3 separate regions of the Zea mays genome follow, and all the other regions are linked to region 3. A link is a contact called in public Hi-C data. All regions are on one chromosome and are shown on one strand. The core of a region is the stretch at or near the end of the contact, and the rest is flanking DNA. Distances in the headings are between cores, read along the strand shown. Region 1 has its middle 20 kb from the start of LOC109941425. Region 2 holds the start of LOC103635643 (MADS-box transcription factor 4-like). Region 3 holds the start of LOC100278803.

What was found. Hi-C and Micro-C count contacts between places; a contact is called where the count stands out from the background.
Region 1: a Hi-C map of ear shows a contact between it and region 3, with 2.4 times the contacts expected there. The contact joins the enhancer-like site here to the promoter of LOC100278803 in region 3. A contact is called at or near these places in 3 of 25 Hi-C or Micro-C datasets (ear, endosperm and tassel).
Region 2: a Hi-C map of tassel shows a contact between it and region 3, with 2.9 times the contacts expected there. The contact joins the promoter of LOC103635643 here to the promoter of LOC100278803 in region 3. A contact is called at or near these places in 6 of 25 Hi-C or Micro-C datasets (ear, endosperm, leaf and 2 more) and 1 of 3 datasets of contacts at active chromatin or transcription factors (leaf).

The regions. Positions count from the first base shown.
Region 1 is chr8:105,495,175-105,498,351 of Zm-B73-REFERENCE-NAM-5.0, forward strand. No RefSeq gene overlaps it. Among protein-coding and RNA genes, the nearest start is that of LOC109941425, 20 kb to the left of the region's middle. Within about 2 kb of position 1,742, at least 13 of the 20 cell types and tissues checked have an H3K27ac peak or open chromatin away from gene starts, as enhancers often do. A contact at or near this core is called in ear and tassel, where this site is marked.
Region 2 is chr8:105,123,858-105,127,136 of Zm-B73-REFERENCE-NAM-5.0, forward strand. LOC103635643 (MADS-box transcription factor 4-like) reads left to right here and starts at 1,800. Exons shown (of 6, transcript NR_183618.1): 1 at 1,800-2,157; 2 at 2,281-2,347; 3 at 2,449-2,510; 4 at 2,633-2,887; 5 at 3,049-3,093.
Region 3 is chr8:105,277,530-105,280,662 of Zm-B73-REFERENCE-NAM-5.0, forward strand. It overlaps LOC100278803, which reads right to left and starts at 1,686. Exons shown (of 1, transcript NM_001151960.2): 1 at 679-1,686. The coding sequence starts at 1,614. The coding sequence ends at 1,339.

The DNA of each region.
Region 1 (3,177 bases), core at 492-2,991, 220 kb after region 3:
ACATGTACAGGGATTTGTGCAAGAACTTTGTCTACACGTTCCCTCCAGCAGGCTCCAATGCAAGTAGAAGGAAAGGGACCGAGTGGTGGAATTGAAGAGGGGGGCGGCAAGATGAGTCCCGCTCGCTTTGGGCGGCTGCCTCTTCCAGATCTGTGACGTGGACGTCTACATAGTCATTCTTGTGCGTGGCAACGCGCAGGTCCCCCGTTTACATTGGATTTTACTTCTTCACTTGTTCTCTGTTTGCTGATCATATCGTTCTGGAACCCGTGTTGGAACAGTGTCCTCGTAGTCAGATCTAGAAGGTTGCAGGATGGAGTGACAGAAGAATAAGGTCCAAAACTCCAAATTGATTGAGAGAAATGGAGAAGACTCTGACAATTTCTGAATTAATAGCACACATGCACGCATGCATGCATGGGGCCGCGCAGCTCGCTCATTGCTCGTATATGTGCAGCAGAGGTGCCCTCCCTCATTTTTATTAGCAATATACTCTATCCATCCATAAACATATAGTTCTTGTTTTTTTTTCTAAAAAATGAAATACTCTGAATTTTAATTAAATTTATATAAAAATATAAATATTCATAATATAAAGTAAGCTTCATTCGATTATTTGTAGAATATATTCTTATGGTAAATTTATTTAGAGACAAAAAATAATAATATTGTTTACTCTAAATTTAATCAAACTTGATTTAGATTGACCCGCACGGATACTATAATTATATATCTTTTTTTATAGACGGAGTGAGTACTATGCCACTAGGGGTATAGTCGGATCGGATATAGACGTATATTACTCGTTCCATATTTGTTTTCATATTTCTCTTCGGATTCAGATCTGTAGGATAAAATTTAAATGGATATCGATATCTTAAATATCTAACTTTGAGAATACGAATACGGATAAAAATCAGATACAGATCGAATACTGAGTACCCGGACTCGGATACGAATCGGATCTCAGCCCTCTTAGACGGATCGAATTCAAATACGGACGGATGTTTACATCCCTATATACCAACAAACTAGTACTTCTTCCATCTGGTAAGTCTGAAACAATACAACAACTTGAGTCTTTTCTCCCTCCCCCCTTGTAAAAAATGCAATTTTAGGTGGATCCCATGGTAAAAGGTTCTACTAAGACCACTCACACTAAAGATTTTATGGGAGCTTTGTGAGCATTAAATAAGCTACCAACTTAGAAAGTATGGTGACATGACATAGTATAAGTAGAGAAATATGGTCAAAGTTTTGTGGGAAGAAATGAGTTCCGTGGGGAAGAAACTAATTTGTATTGTTTCCAACACATGTGAGTTTTATAAACTTAAGACATAAAACTCCCGGTGAGACTAGCCTAATGATCATTCCTAACCACAAATTGTTTTCTAGAATGATGGTCCCCATCTCACGCCCATGCATCACTGTGTCCTGCTTCTCCTAGTCTCCATGCATGCAAGTGAGCTCCACCCAAGACTAGCCGGTTATCTCTGTCAGGCTAGTGTGTGAGCAGTGTCGTCGTTGTATGAACTAATTATTTAAGAAAACTAAGCGCACGTATGCGTAGCTAGCTATATATAGCCAACAGAATATACAGCAACAATATATATGCACATCTCCGTCGTCGTCGATCTAAAATTCTAAAGTACGAATAGTATAGGCTATATAGAGCGGATAGAGAGGCATATGAGACGATGGCTTCTCACAAGCGGCGCAGGAGATCCTGTGTACTCCGACGATCGATGTGCGTTTGCATTGCATAGACTGCTGTACCGCGACTAGGGCCTGAAGCCCGTGACTGAACCTCATCAGGACTTACAAAAGAGGCCCATGCTTATTATTTATATTTGGATTTTTCTCCACAAGTTACCGAGGAGATTTGTAGTGTCATCTGAACATTTTCTAAAGGCGGAAACAAAAATCTCCAGTATAAACATTACCGACAACCAAGAATCCACACAGTAAAAGAATTACTAATAGAAAAGCTAAATGAAATGTTTGCTGGTATACACTAGTGCATGGGTCATCGTCTGAATTTTGTTCTTCTCCTTTCATCTTTCTAACTTACATAGATGGAGAGGAGGGAAACAAAACTGAAGTGCTTTTAACTCCCTCCATTTTTTTATTTGTCACGTTTTAGTATAAAAATAAACTAGCGAACGACAAATATTTAAGAACGGATATAGTATTAGGATGCACTACATCGACGCTATAGTTTTATCCCGACGAGACTTATAGCGTCGAATATGTGTAGTCGGCATATGTTTTTAGCGACTGGTTGTAAGACAGCGTAAGGGCTTTTAGAGATTTCAGTGAAGTCGTGAATCTTGGCTTATCCTTAAACCGTGTCCAGCAGTTCACCCATATGATTAGCTGAAATATTATTTTTGCACTGTTTTTTACTGTAGATTGTACTGTTCGTAGGATGAAGTTTAAATAGACTTATAGAAGGTTTTTAAAGAAGAAGTCAGACACACTCTAATAGCTAATAAGGTTGTGGTATAGAACGGCACACACGGACCACTTCAGGCCAGCATGCACTTGCAGTGCGCTACGCTTACGCACAAGCGCGCGTGTGCAACGCTGGAAGATGCATGGCTGAGCATGCAATGCAGCGCGTCAATGTGCTTTGCGGACGTACGACTACGGTAATTGTACGTGTCCCTGACAAGTCAACACGCTTTAAGGATAAGTACACCACAGGCGCATTCTCGTGAATCGTGCAATGCATGACGACAAGAGTACGTTCATTTAGTGTAGAATGCGGGCTGGGGATCGGAGATGTGTCTGACTCTTCCTACTCGATCGGCAGTTAGCTGCTATCGGAATCCGGGTCTTTGCCGAGTGTCGTATTCTTTACCGAGTGTTTTTTATCGGGCACTGGAGACTGGACAAAAACTACTTTACCGAGTGTCGCCTTCGGTAAAGTCCTGCGCTCGGTAACCCTATTGGCAGATATATGTGGATCTTGTCGTTGAATATAAGGCCGGCCGGGTCCAGCGCGACCTCTTTCCCTATGATGATGTGGTCTTCAACATAGTTCGTATAGATCGTCGTGACCCTATTGGCAGATATGTTATGACCGGTCGGTTGATGGATCTGTCGACTAATCGGCATGGTGTCGACTAATCGGCATGGTCGGTAACAATTATGTTGGGACAGTACGGGTCGGTA
Region 2 (3,279 bases), core at 550-3,049, 150 kb before region 3:
ACCCCCGCGGGACCACTTCGAGCGAGGGCAGCGTCTCCACCATCTAGTGCGACGTCTTCAGCACTAGATGACTCAGTCGAATTGGTCCCTCGGAGGGCAAATGTTGGGGCGAAGGCGAAGACGCTACCCTTCGCTCGATGCCTTCGTCGCCTGCGTCGCCTCGCTTCACCAACGACGCCAAGGACGCCGATCCGATGAGGACTTCGTGACTGGACTTCGCAGGCACCCTTCGCCCTTCTCCATTGCGAGACGAAGGCAAGACTCCGACGATGTCTGCTAGCCTCACGTCCTCATCGGGTCCGGAAGCCCAAGGGGGATTCGGCCCATTGTAACGGGCCCCGCAGGGATAAGCATGTTACGGGCCTCATCTGTAATAGCCTTTTCTGTAATGACGGTCTGTAACCTCCCCTGGGGGAATATTTTGATGATACTCTGGGTTCCCGAGGGCATAAACGTCCTTGTTTGAGGGCGGTAGGCACTCGGACACCTATAAATACCCCCGTACAGTACCCTTGACGGGGCAGATTAACAGAGCTATTGTCGTTCCCCGTTGAACCTTGCGAACTATTTCTCCACTCTCCCGTTGGATCCACTTGTTCACCTGAACGAGTACCAACATTTGGCGTCCACCGTTCGTACTACGAACAAACCACCCGCGATGGCACCCAAGAGAGCTAGTTCGAAGGAAGCCCCACCCGCGATGTTCACCTGAAGGACTTCAAGTTTTTTTCTAGCTCTGCCTTCTTCTTGAAGGACTTTGAAGTCTTTTTACCTTCTCACTTCTATTTATTGTCGAAGGGTAATTCTTAATCCTATCTTCCATCTAAAGGACTTCAAGATCTTTTCTTGACTCTTTCTTCCATCTAAAAGACTTTGGAGTCTTTTCTTGACTGTACCTGCCGTGTGAAGGAGTCTTTGCACCTTCTTACTTTTACTTGGTGATGAAGGGTATCCTTTGATCCTGCCTTCCATATGAAGGACTTTAGGATCTTTTTTATGACTTTGTCTTCTATTTAAAGAACTTCAAAGTCTTTTACACTCGAAGGCGCAACAACAAAAGAAGATTGTTCGTTCTTTTGGGGATGGTTGCCCTTATATTTACTGGGCGATTACAATTTTTACAAAGACGGTACCATTAAAAATCCCTACTCTCTGTCTTTTTTACGAAGAACCCCGTAAGGAAAAATGGTGTTATCTTGAAACAAAAATTAAAAAAAGAAAAGAAAAAGAAACATCGCTACGTATCTACACAAAATAACCTTGGAGACCGTGTATTCCACAACCTCGGGACTTTATTTGTCTCCATATACTTTAGTCTATATGATCGGATCAAAGCCGTTACGAGGAAGGGCTCTTCCCACTTGAATTGTAGTTTGCCTGTGTTGTCTAGATTTGCTATCTTTCAAAGGACAAGATTTTCTGTAGCTATATGTTTACGTTTTACTTTTTCGTCCCTCCATTTCCTTATTTTTATGTGCCTAGATTTATGATTCGTGTTCATACGAGCTAGAATAATTCATATCCAATAATAATAAGTCAGATTTCAACATATATTGCATGCAATGTATGGACATGTTGGCTAGTAAAAAGAAAAAAAGATAAAAACGTAGGGCCTAGTGATCAGCACAGGGCCACAGGCATGCAGATGCAGCGCACATGCGAACGTAACAAACACAGCAACGCGCCCACGCTAGCGGTTTCCATTTCCGGCCCTGCAATCCTGCACCGGCGCGAAAGCCCCCTCACGGCCTCACCTCCACTCCGGTGATGGCCGCATCTCCTTTACTTCTCAGTGCTCACGCCGTCCACGGTCCACTAGTTGCATCGGCTAGCTCCCGCATAAAGATCCACACCACTTGAGCAGCAGCTAGCTCAAGGGAAGGAGAAGGCTGGAAGTGGAAAGAAGTGGGTTCTTGCTTGAGCTGAGCTCTTGCTGCCCTTGGATCTGTTTGGGAGTGGAGAACGCAGTATGGGGCGCGGCAAGATCAAGATCAAGAGGATCGAGAACTCTACCAACCGGCAGGTGACCTTCTCCAAGCGCCGGGCCGGACTGGTCAAGAAGGCACGGGAGATCGGCGTGCTCTGCGACACCGAGGTCGGCGTCGTCATCTTCTCCAGCGGCGGCAAGCTCTACGACTACTGCTCGCCCAGGACCTCGTCTGTCCATTGCCCTCTCATTCTTTTTATTCTTTTGCTTGTTTATTATCGTCCTTCTTCTTTTCTTCTGTGTTGTGTGCAAGCAAAACTGATCGAAAAGACCCAAATTTGGTTTGTTGGCAGGCTGTCCAGGATCTTGGAGAAGTACCAGACCAACTCCGGGAAGATACTGTGGGGTGAGAAGCACAAGGTGCCCGCCCTTCAGATTCCCCTTTCCTCGACAGTTTGTTACTTTGTTTCAGCGCCGCGAACAGATTAACGGTTCAAAATTTAACGGATGAAATGTTTCAGAACCTGAGTGCAGAGATCGACAGAGTCAAGAAGGAGAACGACAACATGCAGATTCAGCTCAGGCCAGTGTTTCTGATTCAGATCTGCTCCGGATCTCTAGCTGCGCGCGCACTTCACTAGCTCGCTGTTCGTGTGTGTTCTTGTTGTGATTGTGCTAGCGTGTCCGTCACTTGTGATGGTGCAGGCATCTGAAAGGCGAGGACCTGAACTCCCTACAGCACAGGGAGCTGATCGCTATTGAAGAGGGCCTCCAGAATGGGCAGACCAACATGCGCGAGAAGCAGGCAGTAATCCTTACTCTTCCAGTTGCTCCTGAGCTTATTTAGTCGCTTGCAGCACACAAGCACGGCATAGTTCATTAGGGGAAGGGTTTTGTTTCTGATGTTGCTTTATTCCACTGTTGCTGTAGATGGACTACTGGAGGATGCACAAGACGAATGTACGATCTCTAATCTTGGATTCTATTCTTTGTTCCTACTCTATACATCCTGGGATACTTCCTTTTCTTTTTCTTTTGAAAGAAGTCGTTGAGTAATTTTTTTTTTACAGAAAAGTTTTTGCAGCTTCGGGTCATTAACAGTCATTTGTGATTGGTTACAGGGAAAGATGCTGGAGGACGAACACAAGATACTGACTTTTAGGATGGTAATTCTCCCCCATCTGAATAGCAGTTGAAACTTTGCTTGATCATCCTTCCTCCTTTCAACTCCTTAGCATAACTTATCAGTATGCAATATTCTAAACAAACTCAATGTTCCGAGTTAACCGAAGAAACTGCACACAACCACGCTGAGCAAATTTCCAAGGACATGAAAATTCTTGTCTTGGGAT
Region 3 (3,133 bases), core at 436-2,935:
ATATTATTAACTATCATTTTAGTTATAACGGTGTGAGCACTTAATTAAGCCATTATTAGAAAAGTTATATGACATAATTCTATTGTAAATCATATTATTATGGGTACTTAAACATCTATAACGAACCTTATTAAATCAAAATCATGATGTCTATTAAAAAAATCATTTTAAAGTTATAAACAAATTATCTAATTCTTTAGTAAGAAACCTACATTTATCAACATACTATCAATTTCTTTATTAGAAAAATATAAGCGCCTAATTAAGTCATTTTTAATATTATTATAAATTCTACTCTTTATGTTTTCTTCTTTCTTTTCTAAATAGAATTTATACGTATAACTAAAAATTGTTTATTTAATTCCTTTAATATTAATATACTAAGAATTAATTGTACATTACTAAATAAGACTTTTAATAACATAATCATGGTTATTATGACATAAATAAATATCCTACTAATTCTAAGTAATTTAAGTGTTATATTTATGAATACATTTATCATGAGAAAATATATATTTTCATTTGACCGGACATACGTGGCTTAATCACTATTTCAATTTCTTATATCAATACTAACCAATTATCATTCCACACACACTAAAGCGAAATAAATATGTAAATGTTTTCTAGTTTGAAAATCACTTCGATAGTGAATAGTGACTGTACTCATTAAAATTATAAAATCATACACATATTAAAGCATTGTCGCGGGGTTCGATTTTGACTACACGTATAAAACAAAATCCCTACAATCATATACGAATCACCAAATCGCATCATCATAATATTACAACAATAACTCACAATAAATTCAAAACATGATTTAGAAAATAAATATTTCGGGTTGTCTTCGACCTTGGGATGAACGGATGACGGCGAACGGCGTGGGCACGGTTGCCGGGGTGCTGCTGCGCGCGCGTGGGCAGGGATTCCGGACGTGGTCGTTGGTGAGCGTTCTGACGGTGGGGTACAAGCTCCGGCGAGGAACAGCGAGCTCCGGCGACGACGTACGACGGCGAGCAACAGAGTGAGAGAGGGGCGAGCTTGGGTACGGGAAAATAGAGAGAGGCTCTGCTGTCTTTTATAGAGAAGAGAGAGAAGATGGAGAGTCAGCCAGAGAGACGCGTCGGCAGCATTATGGCACCATCAATGGCGACGTTACCAGAGAGAATAATGGGGAAAGGAAACGGATGTAGTAATGCTCCAGTAAATCGTGAGACGAACGGACTGCGGCACTTGCGCTTCGAGTCGCGCGGCGAGGATGTGCGCAGGGCGCGTCGGTCACGGTGAGGTGGACGCGCGGGGTCGGTCGAGTCACGGCTGGCGCGGCTGCTCCTAGTTTCGCGCGTCGAGGAAGGGCAAGGCGGTCAGCTTGGTTCGGCTCCCGGGGTTGCGCGCCTGGGGCTCGGCGGATGGCGGCGCGAGGCAGTCGCGCCTGGGCGTCGCGGGCGTGCAGGTGCAGGGGCACGGCAGCGGGTCCTGGCGGCTTCCTGGTGCGGTCGGACGCGGGTGGCCGGGTCGCGGCACCTGCGGGTGGGGCTGGGTGGCTGCGCAGCTCGGGGCTTGAGCTCGGGCGGCCGGGTCGGCTTCAAGGGCTGGGCGGCGCTGCATGGGAGAGAAGCAAGGGGAAGGAGGAGAGAGCGGCGGCTAGCAGGGAGAGGAAATTACGGTTGGAGATTTGATGGCTATTGAAGCTCAGAAACTGAAGAATTTAGAACCATGAATGACCGGAATAAATAGCCGGCGTACAGTATAGTGGGGAGGAAGGGGAAGAGCTAGGGCCAGGTATTAGTGCGGTTGGCGGCGTCTACCATAGAACTAAAACCGGGCAGGCGAGGCGGTGGGAGTGTGAGCTGGGCGCCATCGGCTGCGAACGGAAGAAGCAGAGAAAATAGTAGCCGAAGGAAGAAGATAATTCTATGATAAGTGGGGTCCACGTGCAAGAGATAAAAAGAGGAGGGAGTGTGAATTGCTGGTCCCACGTGTAAGAGAGGAGGCTTAGATGCGGTGGCTTAGCAGGCCAGGGAGGGCCGAGCGGCCACAAGAACGACCGTTCTCTTTTTTTTTAGAATTTTAAATTGTTTTAAATAAAAGAATATAATATATGTATAATTATATATATATATATATATTTCAAAAATATAATAAAAAATACATAATATCTAATTTTAAATAATAAATCATTTTAGTCAAAAGTTTATTATTAAAGTAGATTGGGTCCAAAAAAGGAAAATAGAAACGAAAATTATTAGCCTATGCCTTTTTTTCAATTATTACTTTAATAATTCGTTCTTATTTTATGAAATGAGATTTTTATTACATAATAAATTCCAAAAACTGGATCTGAAATTCAAACAATATATGCTTCAGCATAAATTCTATTTATTCGAAAATTGTGTAATTTGTTTTTATAACCAAATTCATTATTTAAAGCGTAAATATTTCTCCTATCTACTGGAAATTAATAGTTCAAATACGATTGTTTTCAATGCATGGATTTATGGTGTTACACGGACCGAGGAAATCCGCGACACGCCAAACTCCACGGTATCACCAGGATGCAACTCCTCCACCGCCACGTTGCTCAAAGTGTCCTCGGACGATGCGCCGGCCGGCGGCGTATCGGCAGCAAATGAAGAAGAGGACGGCATGGCTACGTACCGGCAGCGGCGGCGGGCAGTCTGTTTGACGCGGGCCAGATCTCTGACGAGCAGAAGCAAGGAGGGCAAGCGAGCAGGCGAACGGTTTCAAAAGGAGGCTAGGGTTTCGCGGCGCGCGGAAAGAGTACCTGGCCCGCGCCGCCCCGCCCCCCTTTTATACACAGGACGCGACGTTTCGGGAAACCCGCAGTCCAACAATACCGCGTCCATCAACGATCACATCAAAAACCCCCGCGGAACCACTTTGAGCGAGGGTAGCGTCTCCACCATCTAGCGACGTCTTCGGCACCAGATGACTTAGTCGAACTGGTCCCTCGGAGGGCAAATGTTGGGGCGAAGGCGAAGACGCTGCCCTTCGCTCGATGCCTTCGCCAATCTCACTGCAACAACGGAGGCAAAGCGACCGGCAGTTTCCACCCTTCGTCTAACATGCTGCAGGACGAAGGCCTACGACGAGGTCGCCCCATCCC